2 separate regions of the Mus musculus genome follow, and region 2 is linked to region 1. The links are chromatin contacts, called in public HiChIP or PLAC-seq maps. All regions are on one chromosome and are shown on one strand. The core of a region is the stretch at or near the end of the contact, and the rest is flanking DNA. Distances in the headings are between cores, read along the strand shown. Region 1 has its middle 100 kb from the start of Gm40217. Region 2 has its middle 87 kb from the start of Gm30266.

Region 1 (5,088 bases), core at 964-3,463:
ACAGACAGCTGACCAGCAAAGGACCTTACATCCTGGTGTCAACTCTGGAGCCAAACTGCCTGGGGCCAAATCAGGCCCTGCTGCTATGCTGTGTGGCACAGGGGAAGTTCACCTACCTGTCTGAGTTTCATTCCCCTGTCAATGGTGTGAGGCCAGTGTGACTGTGCTTGTGTCATGGGTTTGGTTTGAGAACATTTGTAGTGCATTGATAGTACAAATTGCTTAGGACAGTACCTGTGTGTGGCACATCATGTAAATATATGATATGAATGTAAATGTTAGGCATGATCAGGGAAATGTTTCTTTTTTTTTCCTATAAATAAAATTGCTTTTATTTTTTGAGAAGCTGCAGACTTAGTGACAAAATTATCAAAAGCTACAGAATTCCCAAGGATCTCCCCCATCCCACCCCTGCGGCCACATTATCTCCCCTGTTATCAGCATCCTGCATTGATACAGCATATATGTTACAGTTAACGCTGAGCCAGCATTGACACACTTCCTGACTGAAGTCTGTTCCTTACGTTAGGATTGTCTTTGTATTGTGCACTCTGTGGATTTTTTGACAACTAGGTGTCAGGCATCCGCCATTGCAATGTCTTCCAGAATAGTTTTATTGTCCCTTATTCTGGCCTCTTGACCCCTCACCCAACTACAGTCTGTCACCGACATTCATACTGTCTTTATGGTATGTCTACCAAGACATATGTCATCTTGTGAGAAACATATGGCATGGCACGCAGCATTGCAGATTGGCTTCTTTCTCTTAGCCGTATGCATTTACATTCCACCCCCACCCCCGTCTCCCATTGCTTAAGTTTTGATTAGGAGGAGAGGTCTTCACTCAAAGCTGAATGAGGGTTCTCTAAGGAAGCTGAGCGAAGAATCTTTGGCCCTTTGTTCTTGTGCTCTGGAGAGCTCTGCACCTTTGCCCTTAAAACTTGATTTCCTGCTCTAGAAAAAGTCCCACCCCTAAGGCATCTGGCCTCTCAACCGTGACCCTTTTAAAATGCAAATATTCTGAGATCCCTGTAGGAGTTTCAGGAGTGGACCCAGGGCGTTTTCCTGCAGGAAGAGGCCATCATCTGTCCCCATAGCCCCTTGCCTAGAGATGGGACTCTGGAGAGCGGAAAGCAGAAAGGTAGATGACAGGGAATTCCTTACCCACGTCTTCTAGCTGGAGGTTCAAATAGTTTCAGTGGTCACACTTCATGAAGCAAGAACAACCACAAAAATCAGAACACAGCAAAAGGTCTTGTAAATTTCATCCATGAACATACATGACTTGACCATATTTAATTTTTAGTGATAACTTTTACCAAAAAAATAGCAGTTAAAGATCCTCAGAACTTTTAATTTATCAGCACTTATTTATTTACTGAGCACCTAAGAATTTATGATCCTGTGCAAGTACAAAGTAGTGTGACCTCAAGATAAAGCAGATGGATACGTGTTTCTGCCCTGCTCCATCAAGGAAGGCTTCCCGGAACAATGGAACTTGATCATGGAGGTGGAGGATGACCTAGATGGGAACATGACACACTAGAGAGGACCTGGGTTGCTGACAGTGGGACTCTATTCTAGAAAGAGTGAGCAGCTCTGTTGGGCTCAGAAGAGGGCATTCTTTAGAAGTGGGGCCTGGGCACTCCCAGGTCTATGGCAGGAAGTATAGCCTGCAAGAACATGGAGCTGGGCACTCCAGTTCTGTAGCTAGGAACCATCGCCTTCGAGGATGTGGGCTAGGCACCCAACAGGACAGATTTCAGTTTACCTCTCTTCCCAGGCCCAGCCTTTCCTGAAGTGTAGTCCCTGAACCCTTGTCCCAAACCCCTGTTGTAAGTTCTTAGAGCATTTAAGGACTTCCTTCTTCCGGCCCGAGTCCTTGGCTGCTGTGATCTTCATTGTCCCCCTTAAGGAACAACTTTATTCTCATTTCTGAAGGTCAGACAATAGAATTCTTGTGAGAGGTCCTTCTCTGGAACCAGACAACAAGGCAACCTTGCCTCAGCCTGAGGAGGAGTGGGTGGGGCAGCATTTCCTTCCTGGAAATCAGTTTGCCTGCACTCTGGCTCCCCACCCTGCTGCTCTGACCACTGCCTTGTCCTGCCAGGACCCTATCCCCCCACCCCTACCCCCACCCCCATTCCTGATTACCCAGCAGCTACTCCTCAGCCCTGTCCTTGGTGACGGTTTTCCACATTAAAGGTCAGACTCTTGGGTGACTCAGCTGTTTTGTCAAACAGCTCCCCCATGCTTTCCAAGTCAGGGAAGGCTTGGGTCTGCAGAGACTACATAGAAATAAATCAGCAAACAGGTGCCTGTAAGCATAGTCTTTTAATCTGTCTTTCTCCTGACTGCCTTCATGTGTCTATGAACACACCATACACACACTCACACACACACACACACACACACACACACACACACACACACACACACACGGGAGGGGGAAAGAGGGTACTTGGTCCTCTTATTACTTGTGCTCACCCCACTACCTTCCCATTACTCATCATTCTTGACCCTGCTCCACCCCCACCCCCACCCCATGCCCCAGCCAGTTCTCACACCATCAGGGACCTGAAGGCTACCTGTGGTAGAATGAAAACACCAACACCTTGAAATCAGAAAGAGTTCAAATGACAGCTATAGCAACTGTTGTACTAATCTGTGTAAGGTATCACTCTCTCTCTCTCCTCTTCTCCCTCAGCCCAAGTCCAGAGATTTAAAGAAAAAGGAAAGACTTTCCCTGTGGATTGAACTACTCAGCTCATAAGTAACTTAGAACAGTGGCTGCAACAAAGTGTTATCATAGTGTATATGTCGGGTCGTCCCTTAAAGCCAGACTGCCCATGAAGACCATAAGGAGGCAGAGGGAAGAGAAAGGGCTCCTGCTTCAGTGGGAAGATAAAGAGAATTAATGGGTTTGACAAAATCTAGTCACTAGACTCCTATAAATCAATCTATCCTCCCTCTCTTCCTTTAATTAGCAAATTTCTCCACATGAACCAAATGGGAGAGTCCTGTCTTCCATGCACACTATGGGCTGAATTTCCCAGCCTTCTTTGAATCTAGCAGTGGCCATACAGTGGAACATAAATAAAGTAGGGGAAGACAGTCTCGTTCTCGGGTCACTTTCTAAACAGAGAAGCAGAGGAGGAGGAAGACGAGGAAGACAAGGAGGGGGAGAGGAAAAAGTTGTTCCCCTTGCTTTCTTTTGCTCTTCCCTTTAGCTAAGGATGGGTTGATAATTTCCTTGAAAGTAGACAGGGAAGCCACGTTTCATATGACAAACTTCTAGAGTGTTGCACGAGGGCAAAAGCACATCTGTTTGATTTAGGTCCTGTCGTTGAATGAGCCCAAAATAGCAGCGTAGTTAGCCTCCGACTCATTTCCAGTGAGACCTCCCCCAGTGGTTTTCAACAGATCAGCAAAGCTCTGTTTCCTTTGTTGCCTCTGGCCCGATTCTGACAATGTCTGTCTTACCTAAGACTGTGTCCCTTCCCACCTGGCCCTGGGTCTCCAGTCAGTCCTCACCCCAGCCCAGGACAATTTCAGGAGCAGTAACAAAACTTTCTACAGTAGGTACATGTTTCAAATTGTTACACTCCTAGCACAGTGTGCTGTCACTTCTATTAGCATGGAATATTGCCACTAAGGAGACCTAGATAACAAGAGCGCCCATCAGGGTAGCTTTTGCTCATTTTCTTCTTCAAATGTCTCATTTAGTTTTCGACACTTGATTGCAAATCATGCTCTAGTACCCAAAGAGTGTTCTTCTGGGACCATTTCAGGATCTTTTATGAGAGGCAGGAACCTGTTTCACAATGTCCCATCAAGACACACAATAGAGTAAGAAAGTCCCCCCAAAATAAAACTGAATCCCCTTGGGAAGTAAGAAATCAATACAGGGAAACTAAACAATGGCAAATACCTACTCTACCATCTATGTATCCAGACTTGTAACTCCAGCCAAAAATGCTGTACTCTGCCCTGAACAGGGCTGAGACTAGAGAAGTAAGCAAGCTGCCTAAGGTATAAAATTTAAGGAAACAGGGTCTCATGTGCTGACCCTGTACTAAAGGGACCCTGAAAGAATCATTAAATTTAGTTCACTATGTGACTGCTTGCCTTCCCCTGATCCTGACCCTTGACCTGAAGCCTATGTATCATCCTTGAATCAACTGGAAAAGTTGATAGGCTTTGAAAGTTCATCATGATTAAAATCCAACTAATTATCCTCCTGTCCCTAATCTCATCCTTTTATGCTTCCTGTCACAGTGACTGCTCAGGCCAGAATCCTGGGATCACCTTTGACATGGTCCCCTGTTCCCTCTGTGTCCTATTTACTCTGCAGCATCCCAATACTTAAGACATTAAACCACCGGCATCTTTCCTTTGACATCAGCAACAGCCCAAAATTCATCTTCCTAGTTCCAATCTTTCTACCTGCTGTTTTAGCCTTAACATAGGCAGAATGGACTTCCCAAGCATGATTTACAACCCTCCATAATGTGCCCACCTTGCTCAGACCTTGGTTATTACAACCAGGCCTACTATGCCACACTCCAGCTATGGAGATCTGTGCGACACTCTAGCTATGGAGATCTTCTGTGCCACACTCTGGCTGTATGCAGTTCTCACTGCTCCTCCGGCGTTTCCAGGCCTTCTTCACATGCTTTCCCCAGATCCATAGCCAATGCATTCTTCTCATAACCATGTAAGCTTCATTTCTTCTAAAAAGAACCCACAGCCTATGTCTCCACTACACAGAATTATACTTTCATAATACTTATCAGGGACAGAGATGGTGGTTCATCAGACACAAGTATTTGCTATAGAAGCTTGGGAACTTGAGTTCAAGTCCTTGGATCCCTTTAAAAAGCCAGGCAAAGCCACAAGCCCTTCTATAAACCCAGAGCTCAGGCCAGGGTAGACAAGATCACTGGGATTTCAGCTTCAGTGAGAGACACTGTGTCAAGATAATAGAACAGTGAGTGGTAGAGTGGTACACCCTACCCAATGTCTTCTTTTGGCTTTTACATGCACCAACATATAAAACACACACACACACACCACTAATCAAAGATT
Region 2 (5,214 bases), core at 491-2,990, 540 kb before region 1:
CTCATAGTAGAAAAAAGAGATGGCTGGAGCCCTGGTGGCAGCCATAAGAGGAATTTGCCTAGGGAAAGAGATTTGGGACAGCTCTGACGGCTTGTCAGACCACCTTGCAAGGGAACTGAAACAAGGATGATCGGCAGGACCACACGTTAACCAGGCCGGCTTAGTTATTTATTTATACCGTTTGGCCTCTATTAAAACCCAGATCTCATTCAGGGCCCTGAAGACAGACTTCTGGAGCCTGAGAAAGGTCATTAGGTCACTTTGTTCTTTGTTCTCTATCCCAGTGTGACCTCATTGAATACAGTGTGACCTCACTGGATACAGAGTGACCTCATTGGATACAGTGTGACCTCATTGGATACAGTGTGACCTCACTGGATACAGTGTGACCTCATTGGATACAGTGTGACCTCATGGGATACAGTGTGACCTCATGGGATACATTTTCTTTCTTTCTTTTTTTTTTTTGCTTTTCACTGTCACTTACTTGTCTAATTGTCCCCTGGAGGACAGGTGACTGAGCCTTACCCAATAGGGCCTCTAGCTTCTGACCCTAATGACTCTGGTCATTCTCTTGTGGAGCTTCCAGGGAAGAAACTCCAAGTTTTAAAATGTGTGGCAACCTGGGGCTTTCTCAGAACAGTCATCCTCTTAGACAGGCACCTGACTAGAAGGTGTCTATAAACAGCTCCATCCCCAATCCGTGCCTGGGCTGCTGCCAGTCACTGTGCGTAGTTGGGCCCTGCTGTTGTGTTTGGCTGGTATTTATTCTGAGGGGTCAGTGCTACTTGTCAAACTTTATGAATATCATCCCTGTCCATATCCATTTTACTCACTGAATTCTACAGGTTTTTTAATTCTTGAAGAGTTCTAACAACCATACTGTCCCCATCTCGAGGGTCAAGGCACTCCCTCCCACACTTCTCCCTTTTAGCACAGTTTCTATGTTAACTGGTGATGCCTTTTACAGGTAGAGTCATCTTTCTCAAGTATTCTGCCTCTGCATTTCCTTCTGTCTGGCACCTGCCCACATCCCGAGCCTTGTCTCTGTTGACTGAACTAACTACATCCCATTGTCTCAAAGCTTTGGACTCCCACTGTGCAGAAGCCCCAGTTTCCCTTTATGCCTCCTGCTCATCCATGCCCTTCATCTGGTGGCATCGCATGTTTTCCTTCAAGAACCCAACCTTTCCTCATTCCCAGCTGGGAGGATGACACTGGTCCTTTCTGCTACCTAGCAACCCTGCCCTCTGTCCTTATTGCACTTGTCATGTTGACTCATTAAACTTCCACATCCTGCTCTAGACTGGGGCTTCCTCAGAACAGAAGCTCATCTTATTTAGAACAGCAGCCCTGACAGGTGCCCTCAACCCTTTGGTTTGGCTGAGTATAGGTATTTGCACAAGGCACAGTTAAGTTACAGCAAAACACGAAAGATTCCCGCATTGCCCCATTCGCCTTCCTTCCTATTTATTCTCCCTCAAATGCCTTAGAAACACACCCGGACCCCAAGGGTTCACCAAGGGGGCCGAGTAAAGTAGTTGAAAGCTGTTCTTTGATGTTTTTATTTCAGGAAGCTCCTTGAACAGAGGGTAATTATTGTCGTTAATAGCAATGATTTTCCCATAATCTGGTTACATGTCCTATTTCATTTTAACATCAGAGCAGCTGCCTTTAAAACAAGCCTGGGCCTGACGCTGCGGCCAGAGTTTCCTGAAACACACTCTTTGGTCTAATTATTCCACTGCCGGGGCCTGTCTGAGAAGGAAGTCAAGGATGATGGGCAGGATGGGGTTGCCTCTCCCACCCCAAGTCTTTAGAAAACAGAACTTCCGGGGGCTTTTCAGTAACAACTCCCCTTTTCTGGTTCTAGTGAGGCACTTGGGTTTCAGATCTCACCATCTCTGCTGTCCGTCCCCACAAGCCAGCCAAAGCTCTCCAGACGCAAGACCACAGCTCTGAGGGAACGGGTTTACCTTTCCTTTCTCCTGGCCATTGATTGCTGGGGAGACAGACAGCCATATCAGTGCTTTGCAGCCCCTCAGATCTCTTTCCCCACCCAAAGCTTGCTTTACAGAAGTCTCTTCAGATGGTTTTTGCTTTAAAGCAAAACACAAGGTTCAATGCCCTGGGCATTCACTTACCATTTACTGTGTCTGTAGCTGCTGCTGGCAGACTGTCCACCCCACATTGGAGCGTGCGTTTTTTTTTTTTAAAGGGTTTTCTTGGTTTGGGGTTTTCTTTTAGAGTATGCAGTAGGTAATTTACATTTGCTTTGGAACCAGTCAGATCCAGGCCCAGCCCCTTTCCGGCCACCCACTATGCTCCATGGCCTCCAAAGGCAGGTTCTCTGTCTTCTCACATCTCTGAGTTTTAAGTCCTTCCTTATAACATTTGAAGGAAAATGCCCACCTTGCATTGCTGACCTGAGGACCTGGTAAGGCAACTGAGGACACGTTGATGACAACTGACTGTTGCCGTTCTTCTCCTGGCAGGCCCAGTGGGAGAATTTCAGCGGCCTCACTTCTCATTAAATACACCTGGGTTGAAAAATTCAGTTTCAACAATCTGGTGGGGTGGGGATAATGACCTTGTACAAACAATGTATTCAACTAAAGCTCATCTCTCCCGAACACTCAAGGGCTCCAAGGTCACCTGCTGGGCACTGGCTCAGCTCACAGGGGAGGGAAAAAGATACCTCTGGCACTTTTCCTGTAGCGTCAAACCTACCTAACAGCTGTTTCCAATATACTGGTGATTTAGGAAAAAGGTCAAAAATAATACCTTGGGAATCTAAGTCCCACAGCCATGAAAAGTCACGCAGGAGGAGAGAGGTTGTCTTTAATCGGGTCATTTCATTTGATCCATGGTGGGTTTTATTTTATTTTATTTTGAAAATGAAATAAACCTTAAGAAAAAAAAATTGTTTGGCACACATTTTTATACACACTTTCTGGCTTAGGACAGGCTTGGTTCTGTAGTCCTAGCATATATAAAAATATATAAGACAACAAATAGAAACCATGCTGGCTGCCCTGTACTCACTTTTTTGCAACTAAAAGTGTTTTCAGGAACTGTTACAGCCTTTCCAAGCCAAGTGTGATGGTTAGGGCAGGATGTGGAGAACACCTTTCTTTTCCCACACAACCTTATTAAAAGACACCACACACACACACACCCCTAAGTCTTTTTTTTCCTTTGTGAGACTTTAAAGAACAGTGCATGTAAATGAAGCATTGGAAACAAAGCTGAAAACTCCATAGATTCCCAGGAAGATAACAATTAATCCTTCCTACCTCTAGGTGGGACCCATTGAAAAATAGACACAGGGGACACAGATGGACACAGCTCTGGCTTTGCTGCTGCTAGCAGTGCCTTGGATGGTCCTGAGGTCACTAGACAGCCTCTTACTTTTCATAATTTTGGATACTCATTTCGGGAGGGGGTGGTAGCAATCTGAAGAATGGATGCATGTCTACACAGTGAAATGCAGGAAACATCATTGCTCTTCAGCCCTCTGGTTTAAAGGCAAAGGCCAGTGGTCAAAGTTCTCAAATCCACTTAGCCTGGATGATGGAAGCCTGACTTTCATTGCTCAGCCATGAAACGAACTATTCTTGCTCAGTCATGAGGTATTGGATCTCATGTAGAGAAGATGACTTGAAGGCAGACAGTATCCTTAGAAAATACATGGAGGAAACAGAAGGAGATGAGATGTTGGGTATTGCTGTGGTTTAAGTGTTGAAAAGTTAAAGTTTGGTAACGTTTGAGTGTGTGTGCCAATGGCTCATAGGCTGGGCATCTCCAATATGGTGGTATGAGAGGTAGTATGTGCCAATGGCTCATAGGCTGGGCATCTCCAATATGGTGGTATGAGAGGTAGTGTGTGCCAATGGCTCATAGGCTGGGCATCTCCAATATGGTGGTATGAGAGGTAGTGTGTGCCAATGACTCATAGGCTGGGCATCTCCAATATGGTGGTATGAGAGGTAGTGTGTGCCAATGACTCATAGGCTGGGCATCTCCAATATGGTGGTATGAGAGGTAGCAGACTCTTTAAGAGATGGAGTCTAGTGTGAAATAACCAGACCTGACAGGTAATGCCAACTTTTCGTAGACTTGTGTCTCCAAAACTGTGGGCTAAATAAATCCTCTCTTTATCTGTTGCACAGCCTCCGGTGTTTTGTTATAGTAGTAGTATTTAGAGGTAAGGCTTGGTACTGAGTCATGAGCACTTCCCTTTGTGAATGTATTTGCAGATCAGTGAATGACTTTATTATAAAAGCAAGTTCTCTCTATTGTGTTTATCCTATCTTGCCACATGATGCTCTCTGTTATGATGGAGCAAAAAGCCCCTTAGTCGGTGCTAAGCAGATGAATGCCAACGGCATGATTTTGACTTCCTGTCCTCCAGACCAGAGCTAAATTAGTCTCTATTTGTGTGAAGGAAAACTTAGTCTATGATATAATGCTATCATGGCAGAAAATAGACTAAGACAAACAGTTGCTCCCTTTGAACTTTGCCTTACTTGATTTATTGATAAGGTACATGTACCTCCACAATAGGAGTTCTCCAACATCTTATAATTCAATTGTAGCCTGATGCTAACCACCCACATTTAGCATGAGACTTCACACATTAAGGGCTCAACCTCAAAAGACTGCCTTTATCTTAGATGTTTGTTGTGAGTCCAGGATCCTGGTGTAATGCATTTCTGTTGATACCCTTAGGTCTGATGATTCACCTCCCAGAACTCAGAAATGTGTTACAGTTAACAATCACCACTGTAGTCTAAGGGATGCGACTCAAGAACATCAATTCAAAGAAGGGCAAAGGGCAAGGCACACGCTGCGGGTGACCTCTCTGGGTATATCACAGCCCTGGCACGTGTGTGCATTTGTCATCTTAAAGAATTACAGTTTTTGGTCCACAGTATCTATTTAGTTTTCATTATGCAAGCATGATTGATTAAGTCATTGGCCATTGGTGAGTGACATCAATCTCTGGCCCCAAGGTTGGATCACTTTAGTTATTCTTCAGAGTGACTCAGGATGTTTGTTCTGTTATAATCAAAATGTTAGAGCCAGAGCAGTTCTGTTTTATGACCAAAGTCATATTGTGAGGAGGGGACAGAAATGAGCTTAGCCCTCAGGTTCACTAATGCATGTTTTTAGCTCCTACTTCATCTAGGATACAACTTCAATTTTTTTCAT

Evidence for each region. HiChIP or PLAC-seq counts read pairs in DNA pulled down with a chosen protein or histone mark.
Region 2: an H3K27ac HiChIP or PLAC-seq map of embryonic stem cells shows a contact between it and region 1, with 6 times the contacts expected there. The contact joins two enhancer-like sites. A contact is called at or near these places in 1 of 15 datasets of contacts at CTCF or cohesin (the NIH/3T3 cell line) and 2 of 115 datasets of contacts at active chromatin or transcription factors (cardiomyocytes and embryonic stem cells).

What each region holds. Positions count from the first base shown.
Region 1 is chr4:105,420,941-105,426,028 of GRCm38.p6, reverse strand. No RefSeq gene overlaps it. Among named protein-coding and RNA genes, the nearest start is that of Gm40217, 100 kb to the right of the region's middle. Within about 2 kb of position 2,213, at least 18 of the 459 cell types and tissues checked have an H3K27ac peak or open chromatin away from gene starts, as enhancers often do. A contact at or near this core is called in embryonic stem cells, where this site is marked.
Region 2 is chr4:105,959,282-105,964,495 of GRCm38.p6, reverse strand. No RefSeq gene overlaps it. Among named protein-coding and RNA genes, the nearest start is that of Gm30266, 87 kb to the left of the region's middle. Within about 2 kb of position 1,740, at least 19 of the 459 cell types and tissues checked have an H3K27ac peak or open chromatin away from gene starts, as enhancers often do. A contact at or near this core is called in embryonic stem cells, where this site is marked.